Regions from separate parts of the Gossypium hirsutum genome. Here region 1 is linked to region 2. Evidence: chromatin contacts called from public Hi-C data. All regions are on one chromosome and are shown on one strand. Each heading gives the region's core, a stretch centred on a gene start, on an enhancer-like site or on the middle of the called end of the contact. The rest is flanking DNA. Distances are from core to core; before and after follow the strand shown. Region 1 holds the start of LOC107950771 (F-box protein SKIP8). Region 2 has its middle 24 kb from the start of LOC121215672.

What was found. Hi-C and Micro-C count contacts between places; a contact is called where the count stands out from the background.
Region 1: a Hi-C map of leaf shows a contact between it and region 2, with 1.8 times the contacts expected there. The contact joins the promoter of LOC107950771 here to the enhancer-like site in region 2. A contact is called at or near these places in 4 of 34 Hi-C or Micro-C datasets (callus, hypocotyl and leaf).

The regions. Positions count from the first base shown.
Region 1 is chrD03:34,314,867-34,320,032 of Gossypium_hirsutum_v2.1, reverse strand. It overlaps LOC107950771 (F-box protein SKIP8), which reads right to left and starts at 1,402. Exons shown (of 3, transcript XM_016885729.2): 1 at 657-1,402; 2 at 342-538. The coding sequence starts at 1,112.
Region 2 is chrD03:33,990,494-33,996,000 of Gossypium_hirsutum_v2.1, reverse strand. No RefSeq gene overlaps it. Among protein-coding and RNA genes, the nearest start is that of LOC121215672, 24 kb to the left of the region's middle. Within about 2 kb of position 1,555, at least 6 of the 9 cell types and tissues checked have an H3K27ac peak or open chromatin away from gene starts, as enhancers often do. A contact at or near this core is called in leaf, where this site is marked.

The DNA of each region.
Region 1 (5,166 bases), core at 153-2,652, 320 kb before region 2:
ATGCCGAAACCAAGACTCAAGCCATTAACATTGTGGTCATACAAACAACCTATAATCACCCTACAAATTAAAAAAGCTCTTCTCTATCTTCAAATATTCTTGGAATCATCAAAGCATTTCGGAGAAACATCTTAACTACACAAACACTCAATCGGCTATGCTATGTAACCGGTCAGCAAGTCCATGCAACTTAACCCAATCATAAGGTGAAAAAGATCTACCATGTTCAAGCAACAAGATACGAGCAAAAACTTATATACTGAAACACTATAACTTTCAGGCAACATAAGAACAAAAAAGAAGTGAACATCCTGATATTGAAGTAAGCAACATATTCATACCCTGAAAAAAGAACCCCTGACGCATGAATGCACTTTACATAATCCGCATTCAGCCAAAAACGACTCATAGCTGAAAGAGACCTATCTTTGATGATGCTAAAGAATTCGGTATTAACATTCATAATGGCTCTTGTAGCTGCGTAGTATGCCTTCCACCCATTAACAGGTGTTACTGTATCTTGCTCCAAAGTAAAATCCTAGCAAGCAAAAATATTAAGCCAGAAGATTTATGCTAAGAACCCCACTAATAGGTAAGTATAATGAAATAAATATTCAATTAAATCAAGGCAATAAAAAGAAGGGGAAATTGGGTACCTTGTGATAAAGCGCTTTCCAGGCATTATCATCATTAGCTGCCTTTCTCATAAGCGAATTAGTCATGGAAAGCCGACAAAGGCTTGGATAATCCAAGTAACTAAGCGCGTGGGTTGTAATCTCCGGGACCAACTGCTCCATCATTGACGCCCCGCTCTGCATCTCTGCCACAGCCTTCGAAACATCCGCCATCACCATATCCTCCTCCGCCGGACCAGCAGCACCTCCGTTAAGGAGCGCCGCAGAATTGGAAGTATGGTTGCAGGAGGAAGGTGGTTTGGCTTCTCTGGCTTGCTTTTTAGCGGATGACGTGGCGGTACCGGTTACGTTAGATTTGTGGTGGGGCCTCTTGAAGAATGAACGGACGGCAAGGAGGGAAAGGAGGGTGATGATAATTGCAGTGATCAACGGCTGATGGGATTGAAGAGCGATGGAGAGGCTATAGGCAATCTCCATTCATACGACATTAAATCTTCGCCGTACATTAAATAAAACCCTAGAAATCTCAATTGAATCCACAAAAAAAAAGGAAAATTAGAGAAAAAAATGGTCTGTTTTCTAGGGAAAATAATTAAAAATGTAAATAAAATTTAAACGAAAATTCATTTTTTTTCCAGAAGAGAGGGCGGAGAGTCGTAATCGTAACCGAGTCGAAGAAGAACTCAGACCAGAAAAATAGGTCAGTATTGAGGGACAGTTCTGTAATTGCGATTCATAGAATTTCTGCTTCGACGGCGTTTTGATGCATGTGTTCTTTTTAGTTTTTAATTTTTTATTTCGAATAAAATAACTATTATTTCTCCTCACCACAATTTTACAAATGTGTTTTTATATGAAAACCATAAATCTAAATCATAAAATATATAAAATATTTTAAATAATATTTATGGATATCTAAAATAATATTATTTCAATTCAAATAATAATTTAAATAATATTTTTTAATTATTTTAAATATTTTTATTATCTTGATTTGACTATGGATCAATATATTAAATTCACAAATAATATATTTTTTAAAAGTGAAGTGGATATCTTATTATTAATATTCGCATCCATTCCCTTAATATTTATTATCATAATGACAAATCTAATATTTGCAATAGAGAAGAGGGAAGTCACTCATCCAAGAGAGTTCAACTATGTGAAGAATGGTAAGATTCGGGAAGATCCATCTAAAAAGGTAACTACTAGATCTTCTCTTAGAAATACTTGTAATTATGTTACATTTATCTCATGCATTAAGCCTAAAAATATCAAAGAAACATTAAATGATGAATATTGGATATTGGTTATGCAAGAAGAGTTAAATCAATTTAAGAGAAGTAAAGTATGAACCCTAGTTGAAAGACCTTGAGATAAATATACTATAGGTATTAAATGGGTTTCTAGGAACAAGCTAGATGAGAGTGGTAACATAGTGAGAAACAAGGCTAGACTTGTTGCTCAAGGTTACTCTCAAGATGAATGAATATATTTTGATGAAACTTATGCTCTCGTAGCTAGGATGGAAGCCATTAGCATGCTTTTAGCTTTTACATGTTTTAATGATTTTAAATTATATCTAATGGATGTAAAAAGTTCTTTTCTAAATGGGTCTATAAATGAAGGAGTATATGTTGGACAACCACCCAATTTTGAAGATAAAAAATTTCCTCACCGTGTTTTCAAACTATTAAAAGTTTTATATAGTTTGAAATAAGTTCATAGAGCTTGGTATGAATGATTATCAAATTTTCTTGTTGAAAAAGGTTTTCATAAAGGAAAGGTTGACACAATACTTTTTATTAAAAGAAAAGGCAATGATTTATTAGTAGTTCAAATATACGTTGATGATATTATTTTTTGTTCTACTAATGATCTTCTTTGTCAAGAATTTTCTAAGCTAATGGAAGGTGAATTTGATATGAGCATGATGGGAGAACTAAATTTCTTTTTGGGACTCCAAATCAAACAAATAAAGGATAGTATCTTCATCAATCAAGCTAAGTACACAAAGGAAATGCTCAAGAAGTTTGGGATGGACACTCTTAAACCACAAGCTACTCCCATGAGCCCTTCTACAAAGCTTGGCAAAGATAAGGAAAGTAAATGTGTTGATTTAAAGTTATATAGATCTATGATTGACTCTTTGCTTTATCTTACAACAAGTACACCCGATGTCATGTTTAGTGTTTGCATGTGTGCTAGATTTCAATCATGTCCTAAAGAATCACATTTGCAAGCCTTTAAGAGAATCTTTAAATTCCTTAGAGACACTCTCAGTTTAGGTCTTTGGTATCCTAGAGACTCATCCTTTAGCTTGCATGCATTCTTAGATGCGGATTTTGGAGGATGCAAATTAGATAGGAAAAAACACCTCTGATAATTATCAATTCCTAGGCAACATGCTAATATCATGGTTTTCAAAGAAAAAAATGGTGTTGCATTGTCCACCACCAAAGTGAAATATATTTCTGCCATTAGTTGTTATGCTCAAGTTTTATGAATGAAACAACAAATTAAGGACTATTAAATTGATTTAGATACCATCCCTATAAAGTGTGACAATACTAGTGCTATTTGTCTCACTAAAAATCTTATCCAACATTCTAGGACTAAACACATTGAAATAAGAAATCATTTCATTAGAGATCATGTCCAAAAAGGAGAAACAGTTCTAGAGTATGTAGACATTTTGAACCAATTAGCTGACATTTGACATTTTTACAAAACCTTTAGACAATGAGAGATTTTGGACACTTAGGAGAGAACTAGGTTTGACCAACTTGCCTTGACTTTGTGTTGAATTTTTCCATGGACATAGATTGATTTTTAAATTTGTATATTGTGTTTTTATTGCAAAAAGCATGATAGTATGACATTCATAGCTCTTGTATTCAAAAATATTGGAGGAGTTTTATGTGGTTATTTGATTTATTTTGACCTTATTTATCTAGCATGATTTTTTTTACTCTTGTACTTGCTAAGAATGGACTTAATATTTTTAATTTAGCATTTTTTAATCTAATTTTTATTCATGAATCATATGCATCATGCTTAAAATTTTCATTTTCATGCATATGAAATCATTAGGGATGATCTTAGAGTCATTTTAGGACCCTTAGAACCCCTTAGGACCTAAAAGTTTCGTTTTTATAATTTTTCTGTACTTGAAAATTAGAACTGTAATTAGGTATCGATACCATTTAAAAAAATATCAATACTTTTATAAAAATATCGGTACCATTGGGTTTTTAAAGGCACCTACACCATGTTTCTTCAAAAGTAATTTGCAAAAACCCAGAAACTTCATTTCTCTTCATCCAAAAATCATTTTCTCATATTAAAAAATTCTTCAAAACTCTTGATTCTTTTTTGAAAAATATTGTCTTTGCAATCCTTTAAAACACCATTGCATCAAGATTTCAACATTTTTAAGGTAAACCCTAAAATTTTCAATCTTTTGATTTTATACAATGTAGGTTGGAATATTGTTTTTTGATGAACTATTGGGTTGATTTGGACTATATGCATCGTTTTTTGTTGCAAGGGGTATCCTCTTTCTAGACTTTTTCTTAAATTTTTTGCCTAAAACCCTTGCACACCAAGTGTTTGTCAAAATTCCTAAATGAATTTTTTTGGTGTTTTAGTGGTACTTTAGTGCTTAATTCTCAAAGTATGGTGCCTAAGAAATGACCTAGAACTGATGCATCATCATCACATCCTCCTAGTGGTCCTAGATCATCCTTCAATGCATGTTTTAGTTCTGATGAGTATTGTGAACATTTTGATAGGAACTTTGCGTCCAACAGAGTATGGGAGTCTAGGAGAGTTGATGTAGCCATGTTAGAAGGAATAAAATTTTCTTATCTTTCTATTTTTCGAAATTGGGGTTGGATGGATTTTCTTAAAATTTCCTCGCTAACTTTCTACAATCCTGTTCGAGTGCTTTTCTCCAATGCTAAACTTGAACACGATGAGTCCAATAACACCGTTATAGCTATTACTTCTTTTTTAATGAACACCCATATCCATCTAACTTTGTAGGATTTTGGAAATTTACTTCATTTACCTTCTAGAGGTAACTTCGACAAAAAAAGACCCTTTAATCTCACTCTCTTCATTCAGTCCGGATTAGCATCCGAACTTAACATTCATAATCGTGTCCTCCATTTGATCATTACTTTGATCCTACGTCCTATTAAGAAACATACTAAGCTTCATAAAACTGATTATTGGTGGCTCGATTCTTTCCATTTTGATAGGCATCCCAACCTAGCCCTTATCATGTTCAATGACATAACTAAGGCTATCAAGAGGGCGATGAGTACAACTATCACCCTTCCCTATGGAACTTATTTGTCATATAACTTTAGGAGGCTAGGCATTAGCACACTTGGAGACACCCCCATTTCTTCTAACCAACCTATTAGTTATGAGGCAATTCATCATGCCGGCTATCATTATAATGCCAACTTCGGTGCGTGGATTAAGAGTGGTCATCCAGTGGAAAATGAAGATGAAGACA
Region 2 (5,507 bases), core at 306-2,805:
TCAACTGCTTCGCCATCTTGAAATCAATGAAATTATGCGTACTTCCCGAATTAAACAAAACCACCACTTGTGATTGATCAATAACAGTTGGAAACCTCATAGTCGTAGGACCCTGTAACCCTTGTAATGCTTGTAATGACAATACAGGAGCTGCATTCCCAAACAATGTCTCTGTCAACTCCAATTGTTCAGTACAATCTTGGAATTCATCCGGGGAAGGGCTACGTACTTTAGGTTCATTCTCCCATAAAGGTTCGACAATCAACTGATACAATTGTGACTTTGAACATTTATGGCGTGGCGAATATTTCAGACCACACCAAAAACAAAGTCCTTTTTTTCCTTCTGTCTTCCAATTCAGCTTGCGATAAGGACTTGGAAGGAAGTTTAGGAGCCAATTTCCCATTCACTGTTTCACTGGCCAATCCAACACTACCACTCCCACGTTGACTTCTAATCACAGGAAATAATGGCCTCATTATATTAGACCCACTATTAAAACTGCCTTCTCTTTTGACCGGTCCCGCCACAATGGTTTCCACTTGCCTTGCTAACTGGTAACCTTCTACCAATGTTTGAGGCTTGAACAACCGAAGATATTGCCCGATTTTCAGTTTGAGGTTGCTAAGGAATATACTTAATGCATAGGATTCAGGTAAGTTGAGCTGATTCAACAAACTCAAAAAATCATCATAAAATTGGTCCACTAAGCTAAGTTGTTTAAGGGACACTAATTCTGCCATAGGATCTAAGACAAAATCTGATCTGAAACGCTCTCGAAGCCCCTCGAATAAACCTCCCAAGACACTTGATGAACCCCTCCATGTCTACGCACAAAAAAATGATGCCAATCAAGTGCTTTACCTTCAAGGTGTAACATGACGATCCTGACCTTTGCATGATCTGCAATTCCTTCGGCCTCAAATACTGCACTAGTTTGAACCACCAACCTCGGAAGTGCTCACCATCACAATGTAGACAGTCAACTCGAAAAGAAAAATGTTCGGATTCCATCAACACTCCCCTTTGTGACATGCTCGAATGGCCGAGATCTGCTCTTGGAGATACTATTAAATGCTCTTGAGGTGGAAACCTCGGTGGTGTTCCTAAGATCCCTTTTCCCTTGTTGCTAGATGCATTCCCCACAATCGATGGGTTACTTTGGCCAAAATATTGTTCGAACAAGGAGTGAAGCTCAGAATGAAGTTCGGAACGTACCTCCTACTTAATTTCTGCCTGCAGATCTTTCATCTTAGTGTCCATCCGTACATCCCACTGAGTTAGCTCCAGTTGCAAGTGAGAAAGCTCACCTTGGATCTGCCGATTTCCTTCTGCATGCGAGTACTGATTCCGTCCCCTATCATGAAGATCGACAAGCTCTGATACCTTTTGCAACGTTCTAAATCGGAAAGATAAAGATGAAGAACAGAGAAGAAGAATTACAGAAAGAAAAAAAACGAGAAAATCGAGAGAAGGAGACTGTTGATAACGGTTATCCAATTTCATGATATTTCCTCACGCAGTTACAGACATATAATAACCCTGTAACAAGAATCAAAACGCTCCTGTTTTGAGTTAAACAAAACTCACCGTTTTCATTAACTCTTACAAGCAAAAACGCAACGTATAACTAATTATTATAACGAAAACTTAACTAAAATATGAAAAAGCTAGATGACCGTTGTTCCTCCCATAACATATTTAAAAGATAAAAGATAAAGAAACGAAACAAAAGTCAGATTGTGGAGTTTTTTTTTTAAAAAGCTACACCAATAATATATTAAATAGTAATTCCACATTTGATACTCAAGATTTTTATATGGTAGAAATTATTAGGTAAGCTCTTCTTAATGTCTCATCCAATCATATAATGTTATATAAAATTATTTTACACGTTATTTTTAATTAATAAATAAGTTATCCTAAAAATTTACCTTTTCATCTAATTCCTATTCGGATTGATTATAGAGCTTGCAGCCATCTATAATCATCGTTGTCGTTGCTACTAAGAGCTGGTTCAATGCCAAAAGCTATTTGACCTATTTGATACAGTAAAAGCCTAATGTCATGACATAAATTGATGAAACCTCAATTAAAAAACCTAAAATTCAAAAAGAGTTCAAATAAAAAAGAGCATGTCGAGCCAGCTAGAATAGGACTTGCATATTCCATGCGAGGGGAAGTTTTTGGAGCTTTGGCTTAGATGCTGATGATGATGATGATTATCTCTTAAAAGCAATGAATATTAAAGTTGATACCAAAAAGTCCAGAATAAAGAAGCTTTAATTTTTCTTTATAAAGAAATATGTGCTAGCAAATTAGCAATGTATACGGGAAGGGAAAACTTTAATAAGCAAAAAAGATAAATCTTAAAATTATACATAAATTTTAGTTTAATATGTAATTATATGTATGAATTTTAATTTGGTGCAACTATATATATGAAACTTTGATTGTGTTTCAAATGTATAAATGTAATTTTAATTTTGATTCAATCATACACATTTAAAGAAATAAATAGATTAATTTATTTTTATATTGGATAAATATAATTATTTTTGTATGCAATATATAAATATAAAATGATGTTATATCAATAATTGTGTTAATAATTTGTGATAGTTGAATTAAAACAAAATTTTATATATAAAATTATATAAAATCAAAATTTATATATATAATTACACATTAAATTAAAATTAATATATAATTTTAAAATTTATCCCTAAAAAAAATAAATTGATTAAGACAGTATAAACTTTTTCTCACATCTTCAACAAGATAAAAAAAATAAAGAAAAGAAACGAAAACCTAGATATATATTCGTGAAATTTATATTACAATTTTTTATCATTATAAAGTAATTCTCGGTTTGAGCGTAGTCACATATTAAAAAATTAGGAGTTATAACGAAGGTGGGTGGTGTCGAAAATTAATTTTATGATTTTAAAATTACGGTTTTAAAATGTTTTTTCTATAAATTATATTCGTAAATATTAATATTTAATATTTACGGGATTAGTATAGAAATATATTAAATTTTGATCTATTAATTTTTTTAATTGATAATTAATTAAGGTACAAGTGTAATGATTCTAAAGTCAGTAGTATTAGAAAATACAGTTTTGGGACCCCGTTTCGTAAATCAAGTCCATAAATAAATATTTACGGAATTACTATATAAGTTAATTCAATTTTGAATAGGTAACTTCGCCGAATTGGTGACTAACTAATGTATAAAGACTAAATCGTTAAAAATAGTAAAAGTTAAATTACTATAAATTTTTATTACTTAAAGACTTATATAGCAATTAAACTAAAGTCCAAAATGGCAAAAATACCATTTTGAAATATAGTGGACGGTTGGTGTAAGATTTGTTTCAAATAACATTAAAATTTTAATATTAAAATAGTGTAATAATTGTTTATAACATAAAAATAAAAGAAACAAAGTCACGTTTCTTTTCATCTTTCTTCTCCATGAAACACCCAAAGAAAACCAAGAATTCATTTTCTTTGCTTCAAAGCATTTTGTTGGAAAAATCTTAGTTTGAAAACGGTTTTCTTGCACAACGGAAAATTAAAATTTTGAAAAGCGACTCGGTTTGTGATATATATAGCAATAAACCCTAACTGAATTCATACATGTGTTTTTGACTTAATGGACGTTCATTGTTCTTTGCTTTCAACCAAACAATCTTCTCTACTATTCTCGTACCACGAATTGCTTCGAGTGTGAGCTCAAACCAATTAAATCGAAACACATAACTAGAAAAAGTTTTCTCTCTTTTCTTTGGGGTGAAAACGAAAATTCTCTCTTCTTAATAGAAATCGATAGAATTGTTATTCTGGAAAAATATATTTGATAGTTAAGAATAAATTCTCACTATTTTTCGATAGAGTAACAATCTCTTCAAGTTATGTTAATAGCTCTACCGATCCCATCATTTATAGGAAGATAAGATAGAAACCTTGTTGAGTTGTTGTTGTTTATTTCAAATAGAAAACAACTTCCTACTTAGAGTAGGAGTGGGGTAGACGGCACACCCTAATATTCCTATAGGGTTGCTACTAGGGTTGTCACCCCCTGCATATAATATGAGGGGTTTTGGGTCTCTCTCACATTGGGTCTAATTACAGGTACTTCCTGAACCTTTTGACTCAATACTCTATAATGTGATCCAACCTGATTTGATTTTCCTATTTCCCAAAATAAACTTTAATATTCTATATTAACAATTTTCTCATCCTCATTTTACCCCCAGTAAAATTTTGACAATTTTACCCCTGATACAATTTTGAGAAAATATGTTCAATATTTCATAACTCAACATGTTCACTATAGCCGAATGATTTACTTTCATTTTCGGGCTTCAAAATAGCTCAAAAACATTAACTCATTCTTCTGATCATTTTTAAGTAATCCATATAAAGTTACAAATGGATCATTTCCATTTCTATTTTTCCATTTCGGAAAAAACTATAATCAATTCTGAATGTTTTCGATTTCTCTTTTCCTATTCATTCTATTCATTTCTATTTAAACTCGCAATTCATTTCTAGTTTCAACGAGCTAGCGAAAGGACTGATTGGACATATGTAATTAGAGCTCAAATGATTTATAATTAAGTTTTGAATTTTTACCTATTAATTATAAACTCATTTAGTCACGAGTTCATTCCACTATAGTATCATAACTAAGCCCTTTCCAATGACATGCCATTATAAAAGCAACTACTCAATACTCGTCCAATGACCTTATCATAAGTGTGTTACCCTAATAGGATACTCTTGATCTCTTTGGAATAATATCCATTCTCTCAATATGATCCTATTTTATCTCATGGTAACCATTACATCTTTCTTCATGAAAAATCAATTACTATTAAATAGTAATTAAGTCATTCATCATAAAGACAAATGATCGATGATCATGTTTACTTTTCATCAACCATGTAATGCCAATGAGAGGATATCATTTACCCATGTCTCGGGTTATGAATTCCACTATTGTGAATGACGTTACGTACTACAGAAGTCATACACCCAATTTACCGGCTTTCGGTCCTTATCTATTTGAACTCAAGCTTTTACTTATATCAAAGTGTATGAGTCACGCATACATAGTCTGCCATCCACTAAGGATTTAGGTATGTCACACTATGAACGTCACAAGTGGATAGATCCATAAACGGATTGAAGATCTATTCTACTTGGTTCCAGTCTGATGTACTGTCAATCTAGTCAGTCATATCTATGTTTCTATCTTCAAGGAGTCATCCATGCTGATGCCCAAGACAAAGCATCTCCCCAATTGGACTTGATAGACGACATATTAGTCTTTCAATTGGTTTGCTAATTTCCGATTAGACTAAAGACATGTTTAGGTTCGTCTACTAATACAAGTTGTCTTTCTGTAATACGACTTGACCACATAATACCACTAAATATTAGTTAAACAATAAACAACAAGTGAGCAACATTTGCTTCCATTTTTTCTTTGCATG